3 separate regions of the Mus musculus genome follow, and all the other regions are linked to region 2. A link is a contact called in public promoter capture Hi-C data. All regions are on one chromosome and are shown on one strand. Each heading gives the region's core, a stretch centred on a gene start, on an enhancer-like site or on the middle of the called end of the contact. The rest is flanking DNA. Distances are from core to core; before and after follow the strand shown. Region 1 holds the start of Dnase2a (deoxyribonuclease II alpha). Region 2 holds the start of 4921524J17Rik (RIKEN cDNA 4921524J17 gene). Region 3 holds the start of Trmt1 (tRNA methyltransferase 1).

Region 1 (3,476 bases), core at 691-3,190, 520 kb before region 2:
TTATGTAGCATTCAAAACCAGCCAGGGCTATGGTGGTTCAGGCCAGTAATTCCAAACTTTAGGAGGTAGGAACAGGAGGATCAGGTGTCAAGGCCCCAGCCACATAGTCAAATCTGTGGTAGAGTGATCAGCAAATGCAATAGTCCTGACTTTTCACAATCTAAGTGATTCCTCAGTCAGCATCATGAGCAGAGCTAGAAAACTTGCAGACCGGACAGGGAGAGGGTGCAGAAAACAATGTGATTAAGTTAGCAAGGGTGACCCAGCTGGGGTGGCCCATTCACTGGGAATCCCAGCACGTGTGATGCTGGGACTGGAGAATGGTAAGTTATAGGTTAGCCCGGGCCACAGAGTGAGAGCTTGCTAAAAAAAACAAAAGCAGGAGGGAAGGTGTGGTGGTGGCTGGAGAGATGGTTCAGTGGTTATAAGCACCTTTTGCAGAGGCCCTGACTTCAGGTCCCAGCACCCGCATAGTGCTTACCTATTAACACTGTGGCTTACCCTTGAACTCCTGATCTTCCTGTCTTTACCGTCCAAGTGTTCAAATCACAGGGGTGCTCATGCACGTCGTACGTACGTGTAAATGCACGAGCACATGGCATTCAGGTCCCAGCACCTGTAACTCCAACTCCTGGGATCTAACACTTATGGGTGTCTGCACAGCCTACATCTGATACATGCAAACTGGCATAGGCACACACACACAGATACACATTTAAAAAAAGGTAAAAGCTGGAGACTGGCTCATATTTATAATCCCAGCATCCTTCAGGAAGCTGAGCAAAAGTTGAGAGTTCCAGGCTAACCTGAGCTACAATGAGATCCTGTCTTAAAAAAAAGAGAAGGGCCGATAAGATGACTCAGCCTTTAAGGGTGCTTGCTCTCAAGCTCGCTGCCCTGAGTTTGACCTCCAAATCCCATCTGGTGAAAGGAGAAGCTCCCACACACTGTCCTGTCCTCCACTTGCATGCTGTGCCATGTGCTCGTGCATTTACACGTACGTACGACGTGCATGAGCACCCCTGTGATTTGAACACTTGGACGGTAAAGACAGGAAGATCAGGAGTTCAAGGGTAAGCCACAGTGTTAAGAGGTCAGAGAAGGGGGGGGAGGGGACCAGGAAAAATTGTTGCATTGTTGCAAGCTTTAAAATTGCTGCATTCTTTAAAATTGCTGCATGCGGGCTGGTGAGATGGCTCAGTGGGTAAGAGCACCCGACTGCTCTTCCGAAGGTCTGAAGTTCAAATCCCAGCAACCACATGGTGGCTCACAACCACCCGTAATGAGATCTGATGCCCTCTTCTGGTGTATCTGAAGACAACTACAGTGTACTTACATATAATAAATAAATAAATCTTTAAAAACAAATTGCTGCATGCTTTTAAAAAGCCTTCCAGAAGCAGAGGCCGGGGCAGGCAGATATCAGGGAGTTCCAGGCCAGCCAGGGGCACATAATGAGATCCTGTCTAAAAAAACAGAACGGGGGAAAGGAAAGAATTGGACCGGTCCAGGCACACAAGTGATGCACAAACATACATGTAGGCAAGACCATCCAAAAAGTTAAAAGAGTTGTAGAGCAGTAATGGAAAAGAAATAGAAAGACAGATTTGTTCCTAATTCAGAACCTGAATAAAAAACAAAACAAAAAAGCCCCAGAACTTGGAGCGCCTTAGAAGTCACGTGACAGCCAATGCCCAAGGGAGAGGCGTGTCCACGGATGAAGCCTATCCGGAGCTGAGTCGGCCAGAAGCGGGAGGACGGGGCGGGGAGGACATTGGAGGAGGCGGGGTCCGCTTGTGGGACAACTTCATAGGAAGCCCCGCCTCCGTATTGGGCCTGGCGGGCTTCGTCTCCACCCTCGCGAAGCCGGGACACAGATCTCTTCGGTTTTTAGGGGAAGTTCATCTGAATCTCGTGACCCGGCTGTCCCCGGGTCTTTTAGAGTCCATTGCTGTCGCCTCATGGCAACACTGAGATCGCTGCTGCTGGCTGCGCTGCTGTGGGTCCCTGCCGAAGCCCTGAGCTGCTATGGGGACTCCGGGCAGCCTGTGGATTGGTGAGTAAGTAGTCGCGGGACTGTCCCCCGCACACTGCCTGGGGACCGGCGCGGGAATCCAAAAAACCTCAGATTCCTTCTCTCCCCCAACCTCATGTCTTCACGGACCTCCAGGTTCGTGGTATACAAGCTGCCGGCTCACAGCGGGTCTAGGGATACTCCAAAGGGACTGACGTATAAATACATGGACCAGAACTCCGACGGTTGGCAAGACGGTGTAGGGTACATCAACAGCTCGGAGGGAGCCGTGGGCCGCAGCTTGCAGCCATTGTACCGAAAGAACTCCAGCCAGGTGACTTGAGTGCCGTCGGAACCCGGGCCGGGACACTGTGGTGGGTCTCGCGGGGAAGGGAGGGTAGTTACATAGCCTCTGTGCATTCTCCTAGCTGGCCTTTCTACTCTACAACGACCAACCTCCTAAATCCAGCTCAGCTCGGGACTCTACCGGCCATGGGCATACGAAGGGTGAGAGGCTTGGACTGGTGGTCGTGGAGCCTCCCTGAATTGTAAATTTTACCCTTACTAACCTTTGGCCTGATGAAGGGTGGGGATTTGCCCTGTCACTGGCCTCCGTTTCCCGCTCTAAGACCCCAGCCATCTGAGGCCCCGTACCTGCTTGCAGGTGAGCTAGCTTGACCTCTTCCTTCTGGTTCAGGTGTCCTGCTCCTGGACCAAGAAGGGGGCTTCTGGCTGGTCCACAGTGTGCCTCGCTTCCCACCCCCTGCGTCCTCTGGTGCATACACCTGGCCTCCTAATGCTCAAACCTTCGGCCAGACCCTACTCTGTGTGTCCCTCCCGTTCACTCAGTTTGCAAGGATTGGTGAGTTGAATCACTGAGAAGCCAAGCCTCAAACTCCTCTGAGGAACCAGTCTCACACGGCTCCCTCGCCTTGTCTTCTAGGCAAGCAGCTAACCTACACCTATCCCCTTGTCTATGACCACAAGCTGGAAGGCTTCTTCGCTCAGAAATTACCTGACCTAGAGACGGTGATCAAGAACCAACATGTCCTCCATGAGCCCTGGAATAGCAGTGTAATACTCACTTCCCAAGCTGGGGCCACCTTCCAGAGCTTTGCCAAATTTGGAAAATTTGGAGATGGTAAGCCTTGATGTTGAGGGGTGGGGGGAGGGCACTTTCGTTGTAGAAGGGGGTCCCTAGTATCCCTAGGCCTGCGGGCAACACATTTAGAGCCCAGATGTCTTTGGGAGTCATATTACAATAATAACTATGAGCAGTAAACAGCCAGCAGACGGGTTGGGCGGGTGATACATATCTGTGACCTCAGCACTGTGGGGGCGGAGATGGAAGCTTGAAGTCAGCCAAGACCTAGGTTCAAATGTTGGTTTCTGGATGTGTAATATACAATACAACCTGAGCCTGTTTGCTCACCTGAAAAATTAGGATATTAAGGGTTCCCTT
Region 2 (3,714 bases), core at 280-2,779:
TTTTTCTTTTTAACTCATCAATGTGTGTGATTGTGTAGGTGTGAGCATCGCAGCACGGGTGTGGAGGTCAGAGGTTAACCGTACAGCCGTTCTCTCCTTCCACCTTTACAGGGATCTACCTCAGGTAGTCAGGCTTGAGCAGAAAGCACCTTTACCACCTAAAGCCATCTCACTGGCCAATAACCAGGAAATTAAAAACAGATATTTTCCCCAAAAGATTATTTTATGCCAAGTAAAACAAGGGACTTGTGCCCTACAGAAACAGAATGCATAATTCATACTGTAAAAGCCTTAACTGAAAATTATTTAAACATCAAAGTAATCTGCCAACAGACTGATCACAAAGTGCAAGTTTGCTACAATTTAGTTGGGTGGAAAGAATGAACGTAACTCTACATTTTGGAAAACATGACTGTTTTGATATTGCAGACTGGTATGCTCTATCGACTAAACTTGCACAACTTTCCATCATCAGCATTTTTAAACATTGCCTATAAATCATACTGAATAAAACATGTAACTTTTTTGTTTAAAGATTTTAATAAACCTACAAGGACACGCCCTAAATAATATACTTAAATCAGATTTTAAGTCTCCACCCATTTCCAATTACTCCAGAGAGAAGGAGGGGGGAGGGGAAGAGAGAGAGGTAGTCATTTTAGGAAGATTCAGGAAAAAGAAGTACAGCCAGATCTGCATGCCGGCATGAAGGCCTAAGGATGATTTTAATGGAATGAGTTTTTGTTCATCACACTATAATTAGGCGTACTTAAATGTAGGAAAAGAAAAATGATTTTTTTAAAAATTACGACTATTACTCCATGAGTTCAGTCTAAATATGAATGATTTCAAATTCACGAATCCGCATATTTAAAAAAAAAATCTGTAAGCAGACATGTCAAATTTACAACAGTAAATAGCACGAATGGGACGGGGCACACGCAGAGAGGAAGAGCCTCAACGCCGACTTTATTCGAACCGTGTTCCGTTAACAACGTAGTGGAAGGACTAGAAACCACACATCAAACTGGTTGGTTTTTTTGCGGCGTTCCGGAAGTCCACAAATTTGCAAAAAAGTTAGCACCATTACTGTCCTTTTGTCTGCTTTATGCTGCCACCCAGGTGGCGGGGAGCGACAGCTGAGAAGCAGCACCGCACTCTCCCCAACCGCGAACAAAGCCATGCGGGGCGGCAGGGGTCCGCGGGCCGGCCCGGGACCAGAAGGGGCAGCGCCGGGTCCCCGCTCCCAGGCCCCCGCCGCCCGCGGGCCGCCGCGCACCGCCAACCGCCGCCGAGCAACGGCCACCCGCCCTGCCCGCCCCGCCCGCTCGCGCCGGCCCAGCCCACCTGTTGGTCGCACTCGGGGCACGATTTGGTGGCCATCTTCACTTTCTTGGCTCGAGTTGCAGACATGCTCCCCTCCTGAGCAGCGGTGGAAGCAGCGCCGTGCCTCCGCTGCTCCACACAGCGCGTCCTCACTCCAGCCGCGACCCAGCCGTGGAGGCGCGCGTGCGCGTGCGCGGGGCTGCGTGCGGGTTGGAGGAGGGGGGCGCCGCGGCCCTTCCAGGGAAGTCCCATCGCCACGCCCTCTAAGGCGGTGGACCGCTCGGGGGCGTGGCTCCGACGAGACTCCACCAACCAACGCACAGGTGGGCCGAGCCCTGGTGCTGGGCACGCCCCCTCGTCGGCCCCAGAACCAGAGCCTGAAATGGTTACTGGCAACGGAAAACCTCTCTGCAAATGTCAGCAATGCTAATCCGAGAGAAATTATAATAGACACTCGATGAAACCCCTAGGCTTCCAGCGTCAGGGGTATAAACTTCACTATTCATTAAATAATTGCCTACGATCCACTATTAAGCACACCGAATAAGAAATGTCTGCCTTCAAGGAACAGTCTACAAGGCTTTGTTTTTGGAGGGGGTGGAGAGGTTGGTCTGGTTTCATCTTGTGTATCACTGATACTGAGTAGTTTAAAATTAAAAGCAAATTATTTGAAAAGTGAAACAAAATGCTGTGCACTCCTATCATCCCAGCTTTCACTGCTCTTGTTCAGATCTACAGTGAGAGAGCAGAGAGATATTTTTAAACTGTAGTTTGATGAAGAAAGGAGCATGAGCTGGGTATAAAGTTGCAGAAAAGGGAGGGGTAACACACAGAGCATCTGCCATTGTTAAAGAGACTCCTCATACTCTGTACTATAGGAAAGGTATCTCAGGACAAAGACACTACCTGTCCAAAAAAAAAAAATCTAAACGTGTGAAAATGTAAAGTCAGTTAAAAGAAGTGTGTGTGTGAATAGAGTCCTTAACACAAGGGTTCCCCAATCCCAAATAACCCCCTAAGGAAGTCTCCAGGATCAGCCTTGAAGGGACACAAAACTTCTGCCACTTTGGATCAAAGGGAGCAGATGACATCTGGAGCTGACAGCATTATCTTGGGCTACTGGTCTTGCAAGTAAGAGAAATGTAATGTTCACTGCCTGGACACACACACGACCTTTACTCTCTCAAGAGGGCACACTAAGCCCGGTGTGGTGTCTGCACGCTTTTAATCCCAGCACTCAGGAGGCAGAGGCAGTCGGATTTCTGAGTTCGAGGCCAGCATGGTCTACAAAGTGAGTTCCAGGACAGCCAGAGCTATACAGAGAAACCCTATCTAAAAAAAAAGAAAAAAAGAAAGAAAAGAGGGCACACTAGGGAGATGGATCACAGGAAGAAAGAAAGTGGGCTTAGAGTTAGTGATTTTTCTGTATCAGCTGGGGTCAGAACTCACAGTCCTGTTTGATTGCCAAGTTGGAAAAGAATTGACACACGAATGTGGGTGGAGGGCAGGGAATTACTGTTCCATGCCACTAAATTCCTGGAACAAGACAGAGGCCTTTTGTGTAAACAAAGTCTCTCAAAGTCTCTCTCTCTCTCTCTCTCTCTCTGCATATGTGTGTAACATTTGTGCAAAAGTTTTATGTATTCTGGCAGATTAAAAAAATGAATTTCTTGTCAAGATTCATGGCATTCCATTAAAATTTGATTATTTAAAAAGAGAGAGGTGTAAGTATGAGGGGCCACCAAGCCTTGTACTACAAGCTGCAGAGACCAGGCATGCATGGCAGGATCAGATTTCCTGCAAGGCGGCACCAAAAGACTATTTTCAAAAGCTGTCAAGGTGAATCCTTAGTTTCAACAGAGACCCCAAAATATTAGAGATGCCACAAGCATGGTACATGCATGAGGAAAAGCTCTGGGCTTGGAGAACTGGACCAGAAGCAGCATCACATGAGCTGTAGTTGGGATAGGGGAAGACTGGGCCTGTCCAAGGATCTCAGATGAGTCCATCCCAAACCAAGAGGCTGAAGGTGAAGCTGAAGGGCATAGTGATTGATCTGAAGGTTTTAGTCTTCACTTGATCGTATCTTTCTTTACTGTGCTTCATTCATGAGAATATTTACTCTCTATTGCGGGGCTCTGGGTGTAGGGGAAGAGGGGAGTAGGAGAGAGTGCCCGCGACCCGCCAGAGTTCCTGTGCTCTGGGCGGCAGATGCGGGAGGACTGCAGAACGCTTTCCACGCAGCTCTGAGTGGGCATCTGGCTGTGTGAAGCCACTGATCCCACACAGCGGAGGGATGGGCAAGGGGCAGCCCCCGTACCAGGTTCTCAGTCTCCATCATCCCACGCTGGATACAGCAGAGGAGCTGAGAAAACACACTCTCGCCCC
Region 3 (3,310 bases), core at 330-2,829, 740 kb before region 2:
ATCTCACCTGCGCTGTGGCCGCGCTCCGGGGCCTCCCGGCGGGCTCCGCAGCGGCAGCTGGGGCCGGGCCTGGGCCCGGGGCGCGCCTCCCTGCGCCTCGGCCTCGGCCTCCGCCTCTGCGGCCTCCGCGGCCTCCGCCTCAGCAGCAGTGGTAGCCGCGGCGGCCATTCATTGTGGGCCAGGCCGCCCCAGCCGAGCGCCGAGGAAGCGCACGGCGCTGCCGGCAGGGAGGAAAACTGCCTCGGCCCCGCCCCTTAGGCAAGCTTAGCCGCGCTTCGAGCGCTTCGGTTCTCACCAGCTCCTCTTTCCTCCCGGGTCTCGGTTCTGTAGACGGGCTAAGTTGAGTGACTGCGGGACAGGTTGCTCTGTATCTTGGAGCTTCAGTTTCTTGTAAAATGAGAACAACTGTTGTTCCAGGAACAGTTTAGGCTCTTTGTGGAAATGAGGTTTCATGGAGCTGAGCTGAGTAAACTATCAAGATCACAGGAAAGTGAATACGAAGATTTAAACTTAGGTTCAAGAGGTTAATAAAGTGAAAACTCAGGATGCTTATGCGATGTGAAGTTCTGTTAGCATTTTGCACTAACTCAGATAATTATACGTCTTATAACTAATGTTAGAGAGGCCTGACTACTTTTTGGATGGGTAGCAGAGTCAAGAACAGAAGAGTGCGGACTGGATTAAGAGTGTCTACTGGCCGGGCAATGGTGGCACACACCTTTAATCCCAGCACTTGGAAGGCAGAGGCAGGATTTCTGAGTTCGAGGCCAGCCTGGTCTACAGAGTGAGTTCCAGGACAGCCAGGGCTACACAGAGAAACCCTGTCTCAAAAAAATTAAGAGTGTGTACTGCTCTTGTTGAATAGAGTTCAGTTCCCAGCAGTCATGTCAGATGGCTACAGTTCTAGAAACTATCACCTTTTTGCTCTTTGAGGACTTACACACAACTGCACACATACACAAAAATAACAAAAAAATAAAATTTTGAAACAAAATAAGTACCGTTGGGCCTGGTAGAAATGCCTGAAATCTCACCATATGAGAGACTGAGGCAGGAAACTCTAATCTGCCCTGGGCTATATAACTCCAGGACAACCTGGATTAAGAGTGCCCTCTACCCCCAATTAACAGATAACATATAGCAAGGCAAGCTAAGATAACTCTCACATCCCGGATCTCCATATTTTCCTGATGCATACATTAGGCCAACACTCAGTCTGAGTGGCTCCTTTGCACACTTCCCAGGCATTCGGTTATTTAATCTTTGCCCTTGACAGCTAAGATTCCTATTTAACAGGTAAGGGAAATAGGAGCCTTACATTTTAATTAACTTGCCCAGAGTACGTGGTGGGACTGAGATTCAAAGACAGTGAATACTATTCTAGAGCCTGAGTTAACCTACAAGGTGCACACAGAAGACATCTAAAGGTGCAGAGTGCCTCCGCTTTTTGCCCTGAATTAAACTAGTGAAACTCCCTTGTAGAAGAGTTGTATTATTAAGAATCACTGGTGTAGTGTAGCCTGCGCACTTCCTTCCCTAGAAGAGTCTTGACCCTGGTCGCCCACTGTAGGTAATGTCTCTAATTGGTCAGTTATTGTCATGTGATTGGCCCGCCCTCTTTGCCAACATGGCGGCTCCCAGGCCCTAATGCGAGAAGCATGCACCGTGACTCGTTGGATCCTGTGAGCGGAAGGGAGACGCTTGTCCGGGTGGGTGGGTGGGTGGGTGGGTGTGTGGGTGTGGTGGGAAACCTGAGCCGAAGAGAGAAGTTTGTCCGGGTGTGTGTGTTGGGAAATCTGAGCCGCGGGCCTTAGCCTCTGTTGGGTCCAGTGCCCTCGAGAACGCAGGATGTTATGGAGGCCACCGGATTTTAGTTTCTACTTTATAGATATAGAGGCCACCCCCGCCCCAGAATGCAGCTCTCTGACCTCCCTATGCCTTTTCCCTTCTCTCGAAAACGGCAGGCGGGTTGAGGCGCCCGCGGATGTCCCTCGCGAGGACGATCCTGTGGCTAAGCCGTCCTCTCCGTCCGGCCCACAGCCTCTGTAGAGCTCAGTTCATGGAACGGAAGGCCCAGAAGCCTCCCTCTCCACCAGCGATGGAGAACGGCACCCGGTCCTGGGAAGAGCGCCCACCCGCGGACCCGGTTGCGACTGTCACTGAGGGCGCCGCCAAAATCGTCTTTCCCAGTGCTAACGAGGTTTTCTATAACCCGGTGCAGGAATTCAACCGGGACCTGACGTGAGCAAGGGTCGCGGGTTAGCTTGGCCAAGGGGAGTTGGTCAGTTAGGTAGAGGTTGTACGAGAATATCAGTCCGGGACGCGGCACTCAAAGGAAGAGAAAAGTTGGTAGAGAGGCGTCAGCATTAGTCGAAGGCCAACATCTTGAAAGATGAAGGCACATACCGGATTTTTATATTAAGTGCCAGGACTATACATTCCTTTTAGGGTCCTCCTGTGTTCAAGGTGTGTGGCTCCCCTTTTCCCTTTACAATGTGGTCGTGGACTTTGACTTCCGAGAGTTAATTCCTGTAGTTGTATTCACACAGACCTGTTACTTTTCTGCAAGTCAAATTTCACGTCAGTTTACATACATTGAATTGAAGAGGGGGGGGACTTTGCAAAAGTCACCTTACGGTTTTCTGGGTTTAACTAAAGATAGAGCAGTTAGCATTTTTAGCCTTTGAGATGGGATTTCTCTACTAGAATTTGGGGCAGTAAGGAAGGGACTTTATGGATTAGGGAGGGACAACAACCTTTTCAACTGTCAAAGGGAGGACTGAGGACCTGGGCCACAGCTAAGGAGCTGGCATACAATGTGACCACCTCCCTACCATCCCCTCCTCCAGGTGTGCTGTGATCACAGAGTTTGCTCGAATTCATCTTGGGGCCAAGGGAATCCAGAGTGAGTGGAGGTTCAGGCCTGGGGGGAAGAGTATCACTCACAAAGTTCACTTCCCACTTCATCCACACCTCATTTAGGTTCCTGAAAGCTCTAGGCTCTCTGCTCTTTCTGCCTTTCTCCTGGGGGTTCAGGGAAACACCTTCTTGCATGAATCATCAGGATTTTGACCATTTGAAAGTTACGGTGAAATTTCTTAAAAGGATCATTGATAGTCTGGTTTTTGCCTGAGTGACTGCAGTCAAGGTTCCAGGAGAGAAGGACTCAGAGAAAATAGCTGTGGACTTGTCTGATCAAGAAGAGGAAACAGCTGGAAAGAATGAAAATCTGGCCCCAGGGGACTGGCCACGGACTGCTGCAGTGGGTGAGATCTGTGAGGTACGGGCCTCAGAAAGAAGTGGCCACTTG

What was found. Promoter capture Hi-C pulls out the DNA fragments that hold promoters and counts their contacts.
Region 1: a promoter capture Hi-C map of pre-B cells shows a contact between it and region 2, with 4 times the contacts expected there. The contact joins the promoter of Dnase2a here to the promoter of 4921524J17Rik in region 2. A contact is called at or near these places in 5 of 39 promoter capture datasets (cranial neural crest, liver, macrophages and 2 more) and 1 of 115 datasets of contacts at active chromatin or transcription factors (pancreatic cancer cells).
Region 3: a contact with region 2 is called in a promoter capture Hi-C map of pre-B cells, with 6 times the contacts expected there. The contact joins the promoter of Trmt1 here to the promoter of 4921524J17Rik in region 2. A contact is called at or near these places in 2 of 39 promoter capture datasets (cranial neural crest and pre-B cells).

Annotation. Positions count from the first base shown.
Region 1 is chr8:84,906,815-84,910,290 of GRCm38.p6, forward strand. It overlaps Dnase2a (deoxyribonuclease II alpha), which reads left to right and starts at 1,941. Exons shown (of 6, transcript NM_010062.4): 1 at 1,941-2,056; 2 at 2,171-2,348; 3 at 2,443-2,521; 4 at 2,712-2,876; 5 at 2,958-3,155. The coding sequence starts at 1,962.
Region 2 is chr8:85,431,312-85,435,025 of GRCm38.p6, forward strand. 4921524J17Rik (RIKEN cDNA 4921524J17 gene) reads right to left here and starts at 1,530. Exons shown (of 4, transcript NM_025722.3): 1 at 1,348-1,530. The coding sequence starts at 1,413.
Region 3 is chr8:84,687,668-84,690,977 of GRCm38.p6, forward strand. It overlaps Trmt1 (tRNA methyltransferase 1), which reads left to right and starts at 1,580. Exons shown (of 17, transcript NM_001164559.1): 1 at 1,580-1,682; 2 at 1,965-2,241; 3 at 2,850-2,905; 4 at 3,144-3,280. The coding sequence starts at 1,985. It overlaps Nacc1 (nucleus accumbens associated 1, BEN and BTB (POZ) domain containing), which reads right to left and starts at 195. Exons shown (of 6, transcript NM_025788.3): 1 at 8-195.